Linked DNA regions of Mus musculus: region 1 is linked to region 2. The links are chromatin contacts, called in public Hi-C maps. All regions are on one chromosome and are shown on one strand. The core of a region is the stretch at or near the end of the contact, and the rest is flanking DNA. Distances in the headings are between cores, read along the strand shown. Region 1 has its middle 21 kb from the start of Pck1. Region 2 overlaps Gm36254 (a long non-coding RNA gene).

Region 1 (7,479 bases), core at 2,225-4,724, 320 kb after region 2:
CCACCCCCACCCCCTGCTCTCATAACCAAATCTGTGGTTGGAGATAGGGTCTGTATGCTCAGCCAACTCAGGGACAGCTTCTTCAGAGGCAGCCCAAATCAGTGTTCTGGCTGGAACAGGGCTTGTGGACCTTATTTTGTACTGGAGGAAACTGAGGCCCACAGTGGTGAGGTTGGGCCTTGTGGAAGGGCTGGTGACATCCAGGGTTTGGAGGCTCTTCTAAGCTTGTCTTCTGAACCCTCCTCACAGGCAAACGTGGGGACCAATGCTCAGGGTCTTTTGAGGGCCAAATGGAGAAGTGGGCCATGTTGAGTGACTCCAGGGATTGTCTCCCTATTCCTCTCTCTGATCCCCAGCTCATGGTCCAGGGCCCTGAGACGTGTGGGAGCCCAGTACTGAGGACACTTAAGACAGGCTGCTCCCTAGAAGGCCACAGAAACCCAGTGTCCTGCTGACCACTAGGGGGACCTCTCACCTCCACCCAGTCACAGTCCCTTCTCTTTCAGGCTTGACCAGTGTTGGTGACTAGGCACAGGCTAGCCCATCCTATTTTAGCTGAATGGTAGGTGAGGGGCTCTGGGACCAAGTGGCCCAGGATTTCTTTTGGGGTCCCTGTCCAAGGGATGAACTAGAGTGGGTTCTCAAGTCTAGAATGAAAACGGAGTTTACATTTATGTCCTGGCAAATCCCCACAAACCCCCAACCCATTGAGGGCACCCCAGAGCCAGGCTTTCAAAGAGCCCCTTCCCACAGATCCAGGGTACATTTGCTTCTACATTATATCCATCCCTCCATGCCCCTCCACTCATGTTGGCAGCAATGCTAACTGCACTAACCTGTATTCTGGCACACAGCCCCACTCCCTGCCTTAGACCCTACCTAGATAAACAGAGGGAACTGGGTTATGCATGCCCTCTCCTTGTCAGATAGGGAAACTGAGTCTCAGAGTTTGAGCAAGGTGGCCTCAGGGCTCATGTGACTTGCTCTCACTTGAAACAAACAACCAGGGAGAGTCATCCAAGGTCGCCAGAGCCGCCACTGCAGCAAGACACCACAGTGTTGTGACTTCTGGTCAGGTCCCGACACGACGCGCCGCGGGGAGGGCGGAGGGCTGAGGGCTGCGGCGGGAGGGCGGCACGACGCGCCGCGGGGAGGGCGGCGGGCTGAGGGCCGGAGGGGCCTCTTTAATTCATGAGCTGCTGGCAGAGGCCCCGTCTAGGGGAAGATTGATGGCCGGCTGGAGGGAGCGGTGGGTGGACTCATAAAACTGTCGGCAGCGACCATAAATCAGATGAATATTCAAGATGCGGCTTCGCCTCCAAGCAATTCCCCAGCCCTGCCGAAGCAAGATGGATCACTGCAGGAAGGTGCGCGGTGGCCTCAGAAGCCCTTGGCTCCCTCCCTCCCCAGAGTGAGGTACTCTGGACACCCAGAACTTCTGTTTCTGCCTAGAAACTCAGGAATCCGCAGAGAGGAAGAGCCAATTGCAGACCCCAGACCAAGGCAGATCCCCCTGGGCACACACTTGTGACAGTACAATCCATCTCTGTAAGACACAAATATCAACTGCAAAGGACTCTGTAGGGTGAGGGATGAGGGTAGGCAACAGAAAACAGCCCCCTCTCAGATCCAGGCCTAGAACATTCCATGCCCTGAGAGTGACCGACATCTCCGAGCCAAGCAGTGTTGGGCTTTCATGTTCTGGACAGTGGATGCACGTGGGGCTGGGACCTCAGAGCAAACTCAATTCCACCTCCACCCCAACCGCCACTCCACCCCTGCAACCGCCAAGCTCCCTCCATGTGACCACACTGACTTCTCCTTCTCATGGCTCTGTCTCTTTGGACTTGTTTAGGGAAAGGCTAATGGGAGTCTGAGCTAGTCTTTCTAGAATGTTCTCTTGAGCCAATAAATCTAAATGAGATGCTGGGAGGTGGGTTATGAGGAACTTCTGGGTACAGCCTAGAGTCCAAGCCCCTCCTAGCTCCTACCCAAATCTCTATGAGCCAAGGGGCCTCTGTTCATGTCTTCACCAATTGCAGGTGCTGGCTGTTTTAATGGCTTGTGGTCAGATGGTATCTTGAGGGAGAATTGCGTACTCTGCAGAACTCATACAGCCTCCTGAGCCCCCAAGCTGATCAGAATGAGCTCCACAGGGCTGCAGTGGGGCCTGAGACTATGAAGGCTGAGACTCAGACAGACCCTCTCCAAGCTTCCTGTGCCTGTCACTACATTGGGGTGCAATCCCTCTTCCCACCAGCCAAAGGACTGTGTGACCAGCACTGTCTGCCTCTCTGTTGTCATCTTAGGCTGCTGTCCTCAGGGCCTTTGCACTGGCTATTCCTATTGCCTGGACTTCATCTGAATGCAGATGTCTGCCCCTTGACTTTGGTGGCAGCCAACCTACATGGGTCAGGTGCTGGGAGCATTGCCATGGCAATCCCTTCATGACTCTCAAGCATGGCCATCAAGAAACAGACTCAACAAAGTATGGCACTTGCTCCAGGGCACAGCTGGGGACAGGGAAGAGGCCTGTCTCAGAGGAAGACTGTGGACCTATGCCCCCTTTGGAGTGGCCCAGAGTCTGCCCAGGGAGGAAGCTTCTGCTCTGGGTCAAGGGGATGTGAGATGCAATGTTCACACCTGAGGAACTGCATTCTTCCAGCTGAGCAAAAGGGAAGTGCTGGGCCCACTCACTTCCCTGTTTGTAGTGCTTCTTTCCCAACGCTGGGCTCCTTGCAAACCATGGCACAAGCCAGCTTAGAGTGGTAGCTCACAGTGGGCCTTGCCCCAGTGAGGAAAGAATCAAATGAGCATCACCATGGCAACCAGCTGTCAACCTAGGGGCTTAGCAACCAAGGTCAGGGCCCCTTCCCCACGGGGCTGCCTTCTCTCCCCCAAGCCAAGGAAGCTAATATCTCCATGGAAGGGTAGAGGCTGTTGCCAGAGACTCTTGTGGGCCCTGACAGTCGTTCTGATTTCTCTTGCAAACACTGAAGGCATAAACCCCCTAAACACCCCCTCTAAAGCTGTTTCCCCCTCACCCCCCCCCCCTCAAGAGGTAAAAGTTTCTTGTTCTAAACTTCAGAAGAGCCTTAGCAACCTGGGCACGTCCTGGGCAGACAAGTGCGTCATGGAAAACTTGGAGCTTGCTGATTGGCTGGTCTCTGCTGCAGCGATGCGAGTCCCTGAACACTCAGGAAAACAACATAATGTATTCCTGTCTGCAGCTCCGAGCAGAAGCTCATTTCGTGTCTTGTGTTTCCATTTCCCGAGGATTAATAAGTGTGGAGGGGACGCGGGCTTCGTGCCGAATATTTATTTAGTCAATATACACATCAATTTAGCAAATTAGAGATTGCAAGCCATTTCTGAGCACGGCTGTAAAAATAATAGCTGTGCTTTAACTGGTAATGGATTCGGGGGAGGATGGCCGCTACGTGCTTGGCACTGAATAAGGACACAGAAGTTTAGTTTGTCGAACTTCACAAAAAGCCTGAGTCACTGTGGGTGTTTGTGAAGGAGAAGATAGCTAGATTCCGGAGACAAAGCCAAGGAATGGGCTCAGGGTCTCTGAGGAGACCAGCAGGGTCCTGACACCCAGTGGGAGGGGACAAAGAGGGTCTTAAGATACCATAGGAGGGGACAAGGAGGCTCCTGAGCCACAGTAGGAGGGAAGAGGAGGGTTCTTAGAAAGAATGGGAGGGAGCAAGGAGGGTCCTGGGGCATAGTGGGAGGGGAGAGGAGGTTCCTGGGAGGGGACAGGAGGGTCCTGAGATACAGTGGGAGGAGAGAGGAGGTTCCTGGGAGGGGACAGGAGGGTCCTGAGATACAGTGGGAGGGTAGGGAAGGGTCCTAGGATACAGTGGGAGGAGACAAAGATGGTTCTGAGACCCAGTGGGAGGAGCGAGGAGAGTCTACGCCGCCCCCATAGCTGTGTGGGCAGGCTTTGGAGATTCTGGCTCTGTTAGATGTGGTGGTTTGTTCTCTAAGATAAGGCATTCACAGCCGCCTCCCCCTCCCCCCCGCAGCTGTGACAATCCCAAAATGCCCCCAGACCTAGGCTCCGTTGGAGTCTCTCTCAGTTGGGGTGTATGAAGGAGGGGAGAGTCTCCGGGCTGTATGTTTTGTTTATGGAGGCCCCACCTGCGAGCTAGATCTGCAACCTGCAGAACATCTTACAGTGCAGTCAATGCTCCTTGGTCATAGGTGGGAACCTGGAGGCTCAGAGCACCCTACTGAGCTAGGGACTGTGAGCTTCCCCCTCCCTGGTCCCTGGGAGGATCTTCTCCTCCTGTCCTCTCAAGTGTCCCTTCCTCTGAGCCCCCTTCCCCTGGCCTGGGCTGGTCACCTTCATGATCCATGTTCCTTCATCCCTTCTGAGTTCTCCACAGGCCTTGCTTGGCCTGACCCAGACTGCATTCTTGTCTATTGAAGAAGAACCTACCCAGCCCCTGCCTCTGCACTGATGAACCAAAGACTTCCAAACTGGTCCTGGTCAGTCAGCAAGCAGCAGGCAGAGATGCCAGCTGCCCACACTATGTATCAGGCCCATATCTTTTGGGGGGGGGGGTAGAATCCTTACTCTTTAACTTCTAAGCACATGAACTTGTGCCCAAGTGGTGACCAGCAAGGCAAAAGTGGAGGAGTCATGTGTGTTATTTTCCAGAAAAATTTCTTCCACATCTACTTCTCTTTCCTGGCACCTGGGAAGGGGACTTGATGGCTGGAGCACCAGCAGCAACATTGGATTATGAAGTAGAAATATTGTATTAAGTATAGAGGAGCTTAAGGGAGAGGGGATCTGGTCTTTAGTGATTTTTAGGTGTCTTGCAGAGTCTGAGCTTCCTTCCTCTGGGATTTTATTATTCAGAGGTGAAATAGATTATTTGGTTTAAGCTACTTAGGATGGTTAGTTTTAGCCATCAACTTGGCACAACCTGGGAAGTCTTCATAAAAGATTATCTAGATAAGGTTGAGAATGTATGTAGGGGAATTGCCTTGATTGCTAACTGATGCAGGAAAACACATCCCACTGTGGGTGGCACCATCCCCTAGGCTGGTGTCCTGAGCTTTGTGACAATGGAGAAATCTAGCAGAGAACAAGCAAGAGAGGAAGCATAAAGTCATTTCTCCTGCTCCTAATGATGGGTGTGGTGTGCTGAGCTGCTCTAAGTTCCTGCCTTGACTTCCCCACAGTGATGAACTGCAAACTGAATTTGTAAACTGAAGTAAAGCTCTTTACCCTCTAAGTTGGTTTTTGTCAGAGCGTTTTATCACACCAACGGAAATGGGACAGGACAGAAGTTGGTACTGAGGAAGTGGGGCTACTGCTGTAATTAGTCTGAATTTTTAAAGAAGCTTTGTTTATTTGTATGTGCATGGGGCACATTACCTACATGTATGTTTATGCACCATGTGTGTGCAGTACATGGGGCAGCCAGAAGAGGGCGCCATATCCTCTAGAACTGGAGTTAAAGATGTCTGTTAACTTTCACAGAGGTGCTGAGAACTGAACCCAGTTCTTCTGCAAGAGCGGCAAGCTCTCTTAACCATCTCTCCAGCCCCACATATATTTTTTGAGGGGAGGAACATGGAAGACTTAGGGGTGGAAAAGCCACGGGATTCTGTGGGCAGGAAGTTTAATGGCCCTTTCTGTGGAGCCACGGCAGACAGGAGTACTGACTGTGTTGTACACAGGGGAAGCCCAGCTTACAAGGTTTCAGAGAGGAATGAAGCTGGAGGCCATTTGTGTGATGTTTTAGCTAAGATCTGTGTGTGCCAATCATCTGGGGCTGAAAAGGTAGCTGTGATCATATCATCAAGGAGATTAGAACCAGTGAGGTGAAACTTTGGGTGTTTTGTCTGGATAATAGGATCCAACCAGTCTCTATGTATCCATGCATCCACCCACCCACCCACCTACCCATCATCCATCCATCGTCTACCCATCCATTAATAATCTATTCATCCACTAATTCATCCATCCATCCATCCACCCACCCATACATTCATCTACCTGCCCATCTATTCACTCACTCATCCATCCATCCATCCATCCATCCATCCATCCATCCATCCATCCATGCATCCACCCACCCACCCATCCACTTATCTATCCATCCATCCCTATTTCAGTGTCCATATTGCCTCCACCCTACAAGAGGTGAGTGCTCTTGGCGGCTGGAGATGGGTGGTCGCCCAGGCACATTTGTAGCTGGGTTAAAACAGGGGATCACACCTGGAGGTTCTGAAAGGGAGGGATGAAAGGAGGGGTGAGTGCCAGGGCACAAGTGTGTGTGATGGGAGTGGGGGGTGGGGTTGGAAAAATGACCTCACTTTAGGCTCAGGAAGGTCTTTCTTTTTGTTTTTAGAGTCAGGGTCTCACTCAGTAGCTCATGCTGGCTCTCTATGCACCTGCCCCTGGCTCTGATGCACAAGCCACCTAGTCCGACTCAAAGTGCTAGAATTACAGGTAGGCACCGCCAGTTCTGGCTCTAGGAGAGTGCTCTTGATCAAGGGACATGGTGCAGAGCCTGGACCTAGGGAATAATGTGATGCTAGAATCATACCCCAGGCAGAGGGACCATTGGTATAGACCCATGCCTTTCCCGGTGTGAGCGCTGCTGTCACACCCACTTGTAAACACTCTGTCTCCATTGTTGCTCTTAGCCTCAATGGTTGGTGGCCAAAACAGGACCTGTCACCTAGTCCTGGGACACTGAGCCTGCTCCTGCTGCTTTGCAAACACAGGTGGCTTCTCAGACCCCTCACAGCTGCCAAGGACACGGGCAGACCCTCAGTTCTGCTGAAGCAACTTTTGCCTCCAAATTAACCATGCTGCATCCTGTGTCTTGTTCCCAGTGCCCCGAGGAGCATGAAACTGCAGGCCTACCACTTCCCCTTTCCTCTTAGCTCCCCGTCTTTGTTGAGACTTCCCAGGATCCTCTCTCGTGTTCACGACAGAAATGTTGAGTTTGCCCACTGAAGCCTCTTACAGACCCTGAGAAGGGAGAACTGTCAACCCCTAATTTGCAGGCGTAGAGAAGCCAAGTCGGGGATCAAGGATACACAGGAAGTGGTAGAATCAGGGTTTGACCCCAAACAGTCTAGTTCCCTAACCTATGCTGCAACTATTTGTGACCCTGGTTTCTGACTGAAGTCAGAGAGGGGCTCGGTGTGCACAGGCCAGCAGAAGGAGTAGCAACTGGTGGAGACCCGAGCTAGGGTAGCTTGGGAAACCCAGCAAAGCTGGGAAGGAAACCTGGGGCTGGGCTTAGGGTCTCCCTGCAGGACAGGGCTGATCTGCAGATGAAGGGTTTGGTATTTGTAAGGCATGGGGGAAGACAGCAGGGATGGCTGTGCTGCAGAAAGGGACTTAGGGGTGATAGGGCCAACTCAGACCACACGGTGAAGGCTCTACCCACAGATTTGGAGATGGGCAGAAAGCTGGGTAAGAAGGGTTCTTAGCCTTTGCTG
Region 2 (7,178 bases), core at 3,537-6,036:
AATCTGTGGAAGGCTGCAGAACAGCCGAGGTGGACTAGGCGGACATGGACAGCCGAGGTGGACTAGGCAGACATGGACAGCCGAGGTGGACTAGGCGGACATGGACAGCCGAGGTGGACTAGGCGGACATGAACAGCCGAGGTGGACTAGGCAGACATGGAGGGCAAAGGGACAGACTGTGTGGTAGCTAGAGGCTCCTGCGGCCATGGAGCCAGTGTCATGTCACAGCTCAGACTGAAACAAGACCACCCAACACCATCTAGAACCAGCTGGAACCAACATGGTTGACAGAGGGGACGCTCACTGTCCTGTGCTTGCAATTACATCTGCATATTGTTAGTCTCTCAAGTTGACAGCTCCCACCAAACATCCCATACCACGGCGCATATGAAAGCAAATGCAAAGACAAAAGGGGGTCTGTAGTGCAGAGTAAGTCCTATCCTGGGAAAATCTCAATCCATTCCTGGAATTGTGCACACACACACACACACACACACACACACACACACACACACACTCACATACATAGCACATTCACATACACACACACAGGTACACACACACTCCTCATATACACTCATACACACATTTATACACACACACAGGTAGGCACACACAGAGATAACACACACACTCAGGCACACACATTCACATACTCACACTCCTCACACACACAGACATAAACAGATAAACACACACACACACACCTCCCCTCCATTAGTGTCCATCAGACACTATCCAAGATCCTGGGCAGGGTGACTCTCTAAGAAGCCACTATGCACGTCTCCTTCCTGTGCCATTTCCTCCCAGTCCCTTACGTTGACTGCCTCTGTCTGGGACACGATCATGATCCAAGAAACACTGGCTACAGGTCTCCATCCTCCCACTCTGAGGCCTTCCCGATCTTCACCACCAGCAACACCCACCAGTGACAGAGTCCAGGGGAATTCTCCCATTCCAGTGGATACACAAAGGAGCAGGTGTAGAAAGAACTCTGTCTGAGGTGCTCACGGGGGTGAGGTGCTCCCGGAGGTGGAGTGCTCACAGAAGTGCTGTGCTCACAGAGGTGGGGTACTCACAGAAGTGGGGTGCTTACAGGGGCAGGGTGATCACAGGGGTGCGGCCACTCAAAGCCCCATGGAACCTCGAGAACTTTCCCTGGGCCCTGGAACTGTCAGCCAGCTGTGGCTGGGTGAACTAAGGAAGAGGCACAAACCACGGGAGTGGGGGGTAGGGTAAAGGGTGACCTCCTAAGTGCCAGGGTAGGTAGCCCAGGCTAGATATCACTCATGCCTGAGACGCTGTGGGACCCCACAGATGAGAAGGAACACTCGGTGAAAGGGACAGCCCACCCCCGTAATAGGGCTTTAACTAAACATTCACTTCTGTGAGAGTTTCACTCCTGGTACAGCCGATCAAAGCCCTGCCCACTGTGAAGGCAAACCATTTCACCCCACCCCCACGCGGCCTGCTTCAGCTCTGTCTCCTGCTGCCCTACAAGCAGAGCTGCAAATAAAGGGGCAAGATCTGGCCACCGAGACTCTCTGTGAGTAAAGTTTTACTGGGACAACCACACCCCTTCGCCTGTGTCTTGTCCAGTTTCCTAGGTAGGACACAAAACAGGCTGGCTCCAGTCTTCCTCCCCTTCATCGTGCTGCCTCGACTTTCTTCCCGGTTTCCTTCACTCTCTAGATCCCGCCATACTCTGCTCAGGCCTGGGAAGGAGCCACGCAGCCGGTGGTAACTCAGACCCACGAGTGGGCCTGCCGGATTCCTCACACAGCGTACAGCTCTCCCGACTTTGCCCTCCAGTTAGCCGCTGCTGCGTGGGGCCTGCCCGAGTCACGTGGCACTTCTGCCAGTGCCCTCTGTCCACCGACAGTGATCTTTTTTCCAGCCGCTGCCCCCTCCCCACCCTCTCTCGCCCTGTGTTCCTCCAGAGAGGCCCCCAAAGAACAGAGGAGCCTCCGGATTCCAGCCCTGGCCCGACTCCACCCTGCGCGGATGCCAACAGAAACCCCGTGTTTGCCTCGATTAATCACAGGCCCAATCTGCAACTTGAGCCCCATGCACCAGAAATAAATGGAAAAGTGCAACCTGACCACAGAAGTATTATTTTATAAATAAGGCCCTTCAGTAGTGGCTAATTGGATACACATTTTGCAAGATTCGGGAAACATTAAAACTATCTACTCCAATTGGCTAGGAGGGTTCCTGTTACAGCCCGGTTGGTTTTCTGTCCCACACCAGGCCCCGGCTTGCAGAGTCTCTCCAAGCCGTTCTTTCTCCTCAAGTCCATTGCTCCTCTCCCCAGTCTGCGATTGATAACAGTTCTATAAATCACAAGACGGGACAGCCCCCTAATCCTGCCAGCCAGGATTCCCCTGAGGCCAATGCCTAAAGGGGACGCCAATCCCCACACCGACATCCCAGCTGATTTTGATACCATTCCCTCGTGAGCATCAGACAGGGTCAAGGGGAGTTCCGTCCTCCGCCTCAGAAGAAGGAAGAGCCGTGAGGAGAGACTCTTCAAGGTGATAGAGGCCTTTGCTGTGGAGGGGCAGAGGGAGACCAATACTAAAAGCTGTATTCACGTCCGCTGTAAATGGTGGCTCAGCCATCCCCATCACTCAGAAAGCTGAGGCCGGGGGATTACAAGTTCAAGGTCTCCGTGACAACTTAGAGGAAAGAGGACTGGAAGTGTAGCTCCATGGTGGGTGGTGTGATGGTTTATATATGCTTGGTCCAGGGAGTGGCCACACTATAGGAGGTATGGCCTTGTTGGAGTAGGTGTGGCCTTGTTAGAGTATGTGTGTCATTGTGTGGGGTGTGGGCTTAAGACCCTCACCCTAACTGCCTGGAAGCCACTGTTCCACTAGCAGCCTTCAGATAAAGACGTAGAACTCTCAGCTCTGACTGCACTGTACCTGTCTAGATGCTTGCCACGCTCCCACCTTGATGATAGTGGACTTGAACCTGTAACCTCTGAACCTGTAAGCCAGCCCCAATTAAATGCTGTCCTTATAAAAGTTGCTTTGGTCATGGTGTCTGCTCACAGCAGTAACACCCTAACTAAGACAGGTGGCTTACCTGGTGTGAAGGAGGAGGCCAAGCCCAGTTTCTCACCTCACCCATGAAGATGAGCCTGAGAAGGATGGGAGCCCCTCTGTCAGGGCCGTCGGAGTTCCCGGAATCCCCCTGCAGTAGAAGCAGCTTCCCTTTATGTTCGACTTGCCTCCTTGGTGGGATTGAGGAGGTGTCTTAGTTACTCTCCCAACACTGTGCTACAAAAGCAACTGGTGGAAAAGGGGGTTTATTTTAGCTCACAGGTCAGAGTTGAGTTCGTTGTGGTGAGGGGCGGGGGTGGGGGGCAGTCAGCCTGAAGCAGCTGGTCTCTTGCTTGCATCCTTGATCAGGAAATATGGATCGATCGATGGCACAGGCTGTTGCCCAGCTCCCTTCTCCACTCAGACAGTCCAGGATCCAAGCCAAGGAATGGTGCCACCCACAGTGGGCGACTCTCCCTACCTCAATTCAAAAGTTGGAAGATCAAATCAAGATCACCCACCCACAAGCATGTCCAGGGGCCTGTCTCTGGAGTGTTTCCATGATCTGTCATATTGAAAATGAATGCTAACCATCACTGTGGGTTTTCACACTACAATGATATTTTAACTATCAACCTAGTCCCAAATGTCAATATAATATCCTTTTCAGAGATTGGGCTGCAGTTAGTTCTTCTGGGACATTTCTGGATCTGTCACCCATTGGTTTGTCCTAGAAGCTAAATATGTGCCAGAGAAGCCAGGCTTTCTCTGTCTAGCTTAGTGGCTCTCAACTACCCTAATGCTGCCACCCTGTAATACAGTTCCTCAAGTTGTGGTGACCCCCAACTGTAAAATTATTTTTGTTGCTACTTCATAACTGTAATTTTGCTACATAATGTAAATTTTGAATCATGATGTAAATATCTGTGTTTTCCAATGGTCTTAGGTGACCCCTCTGAAAGTGTCGAACTCCAAAAGAATTGGGATCCAAGAGTTGAGAACAACTAGATATACACATGTGATCCCGTGTGGCCACAGTTTGAACAGTGGCTCCCCCTGCTGGCTGGGTGGGGTTCTGCAATTTCCACAGTCCCCCACCATCTCCCGGATTCTGGCACTAGGCTTGGGCTCCTGCCTCACTTATCTTCATTTGGACCTGGAGCATCTGAGGATGTGGTGTCGTCTTAGAACTCCTGCATTTTGGGTACAGAGTGCTGAAAAGCCACAGAACGCTGTCGGGAAGGCAGCAAGACCTGAAAGGATGAAAAGTCCATTCACAAAACAGCCACGCAGGGATGGGCAAACCAGTGCTGCTCAATGAAGCCTTTTTATTTCCCAGCCTACTTCTGATGCCGCACAAAGTGATGAATTAGAGACGCTTGTTTCCTTTGGTTGAAAGAGGAGAAAGCAAGAGAAAAAAGGCAGTGTTCGGGGAGAAGTATAGGAATGAGGTACCCGCAACCGGCAACCGGAAGCCTTGGGCAGGTCGGCTTCCTTCCAAGGTCCCCACTGGGCCTCTGCTCACTGACCCAGGAGCATTTGTCAGAGAGTCTCTGGAATTCTTATATATCACTTGGAAGTAAGAGAGGATCAACGCGTTGTTAACTCTTTGATCTCCAAGTCCGAATTAATGATAGGCATTTTACACAAAGGGAAAACGCGAACTTTCAGAGACGATTTAGGCTAACTGAAGACATCCTGAGCCATCCTGTTGAGGTGCGGGTGGCTTCCTGCGGCACAGCTGGTCCACGTTTGCTGTCTGCGGGTGGCTGGCTGGCAGCAAACAGTAATCTGAGCCAGACAGAGGGTGTGGGGGGATGAAAATATGGGAGGGGAGACGCCCAGGGACTGGCTGCAAAGGGGGTCCCAGGATGGAGGTGGAATGCTTTGGGGAGAGATGGGAGTGTCTATGCCTGAAGATTGAGCTTCATTTATTCATTCATTTCTTCTCAAAATACTCGCAGAGCCTGACTGGTCTCTGGGCTCCCGAGGAGACAGCAAAGGACCAATGTCTTTACATGAGGATTTTACATTTTGGACAAAACCTTTCGCCTGTCAGGGACACAGAATAACAAGTAAGAAAACTCCAAGTCATGACCTGTGGCTCGTTGAAGTGGCTCACCCTTCAATACACTTGTTGCAGAAGTGTGGTGATCAGAGTTCGGGTCTCAGCATATCTTGTAAATACCAGACAGGCATGACCAGTATGCAGACGACAGAAAAGTCAGAATATACCCAGAAGGACCATCTTAGAAAGGGAGTCATCTTAAATCAGTGGCTGAGAAAGGCCTCTCGGAAGACAAGGGTCGGAATCCCCAAGTAAACTGAGAACAGGGTGAGCTAAGCAAACCTCTAAGGTCTAGGCAGAGGCAACAGCAAAGTCTCTGAGACAGTCAGAGGCTTGGAGTATTCTACTCACGGGAGGCATAGGAGGGAGGACAGTGGGTGTGAGGTTGGTTACAGGGCAGAGACCATGCTATGTAAGGCTGCTGCTCCGGGCATGATACCTCTGTTAGAAGGGTGTTCACTGGCCCAGATCGTGACTCTAGTATTTGGGAGGTGAATCCCAGGCTGACCTGTAACTCCCTCCCTATGCCAGACCGGCCTTCAATTTACAGTTCAATTCCCCTGCCTCAGCCTCCCCAGTGCTGGGATTGCAGGTGTGGACCACATGACCTACATGCCTGTGTTTCCATGTAGGGTCTCTCTATGGGGTGCACGCTGGTCCCCAGGCACCTCGTACTAGGAAAGCAAAGCCACTTCCCAATGTCGATGCAATGACCCATCCTCGTTGTCATTTTAATTGGACTTAGGGTCACCAAAAGGTGTGTCTGTGAGGCAATTTCCAGAGAGGCTTAACTGAGGAGGGGAATTCTCCTGGGGTGGGAACAAGCTGGGGTCCCAAAATGAATAAAAAGGAGAAACTGAGACAGCCACCAGCCTTCATCTCTCTGCTTTCTGACTGTGGACGCAGTGTGACCAGCCACCTTACGCTCCTGCTGCTGCACCTTCCCTGCCATGATGACCAAGATGGACCCCTCCAACTGTGGGCCAAGCAAACCCTTCCTCCCTTTCAGCAGGACAAACATGGCTGTATGCACACTAGGGCACCAGCAACCTTGTTTTGTTTTGTGTTTTGTTTTGTTTTTGCCTTATGTATTTGTGTTTGAACATTTTAGGGACACACAAGAAGCTTGTGGCTTAGAAGCAATGGCTGAAGTCAAGGGTGAACATGACAGGAAGGGGAAGGTGGTGGTGTTAATTTCAAGAAGATGCTAAACACAAGATGTGATCATTTTATAGGCAGAGATGAAAATCATGAAGTGACTGGCGACGGGGGCACTCCCCAGGGATGGTCACAAGCGCGGGAGAGAACCCAGTGGATGTGTGTTAGACCTGTCTCCAGAGGAGGTGACAAAGTCTGGCTTAATCCCACACGGGCAGAGGCATAGTGGGGGCAGAAATGCTGGATTGTACATATTTAAGTTGCATTTAGTTGTTTATTGTGGGAGCGTGCATGCACATGCCTGCATGTGGAGATCAAAGGACCGCTTTGGAGAGGTGTCATCTCCTTCCACCATGAGGGTCTCCAAAATTGAACTCAGGTCCTCGGGCTTCACAGCGGGCACCTTTACCTGCTGAGCAGTTTTGCCAGCCATGGATTATGAATTCTTGGTTCTGACATCTTCTCAACTCCTGCCAAGCTGAGACCTCACCTGCTACTCTGCTGTGGTGTTTTCTCAGACTCAGCCCGATTCTGCTTTTCTCAAGATTTTTCTGAGAAAAGCCTTACCTTTTACGATGTCCGCTGGTCCTCGAATCCCCTCCACAGCAGAGGACTCTCAGGTTGGGAGAAGGCATGTGTTAGGTGGAAGCCAGAGGTCTTGCTGAGTCCCCACGATGCACAGTGTGGCCCTGCAGCAAAGAAGAGATTGGTCCCAATCTAGGAAGCCCCAGCCTTTGGCCACCACCATACATCTCTCTTCCTCCTCAAATGACTCTCAGACTGAGGGCCAGGAAGGCGGCTCAGTGGCTCAGTAGCTGAGGATGCCCTTGGATATTCATATCTCTGCCTCTATCACCAGACTCTTGGGATTGTGGGTGTGCGTTGTCACGTCCGGTCAAATGTAA

Evidence for each region. A called contact is a pair of places that touch in the nucleus more often than the background predicts.
Region 1: a contact with region 2 is called in a Hi-C map of nephron progenitors, with 2.5 times the contacts expected there. The contact joins two enhancer-like sites. A contact is called at or near these places in 1 of 15 datasets of contacts at CTCF or cohesin (embryonic stem cells), 36 of 484 Hi-C or Micro-C datasets (B cells, the Ba/F3 cell line, CD4 T cells and 18 more), 2 of 115 datasets of contacts at active chromatin or transcription factors (acute myeloid leukemia and astrocytes) and 1 of 9 other capture datasets (embryonic stem cells).

The regions. Positions count from the first base shown.
Region 1 is chr2:173,170,452-173,177,930 of GRCm38.p6, forward strand. No RefSeq gene overlaps it. Among named protein-coding and RNA genes, the nearest start is that of Pck1, 21 kb to the left of the region's middle. Within about 2 kb of position 3,475, at least 188 of the 459 cell types and tissues checked have an H3K27ac peak or open chromatin away from gene starts, as enhancers often do. A contact at or near this core is called in nephron progenitors, where this site is marked.
Region 2 is chr2:172,844,270-172,851,447 of GRCm38.p6, forward strand. It overlaps Gm36254 (a long non-coding RNA gene), which reads right to left. Exons shown (of 4, transcript XR_375354.4): 3 at 6,841-6,962; 4 at 4,356-5,099. Among named protein-coding and RNA genes, the nearest start is that of 1700055K11Rik, 12 kb to the right of the region's middle. Within about 2 kb of position 4,787, at least 6 of the 459 cell types and tissues checked have an H3K27ac peak or open chromatin away from gene starts, as enhancers often do. A contact at or near this core is called in nephron progenitors, where this site is marked.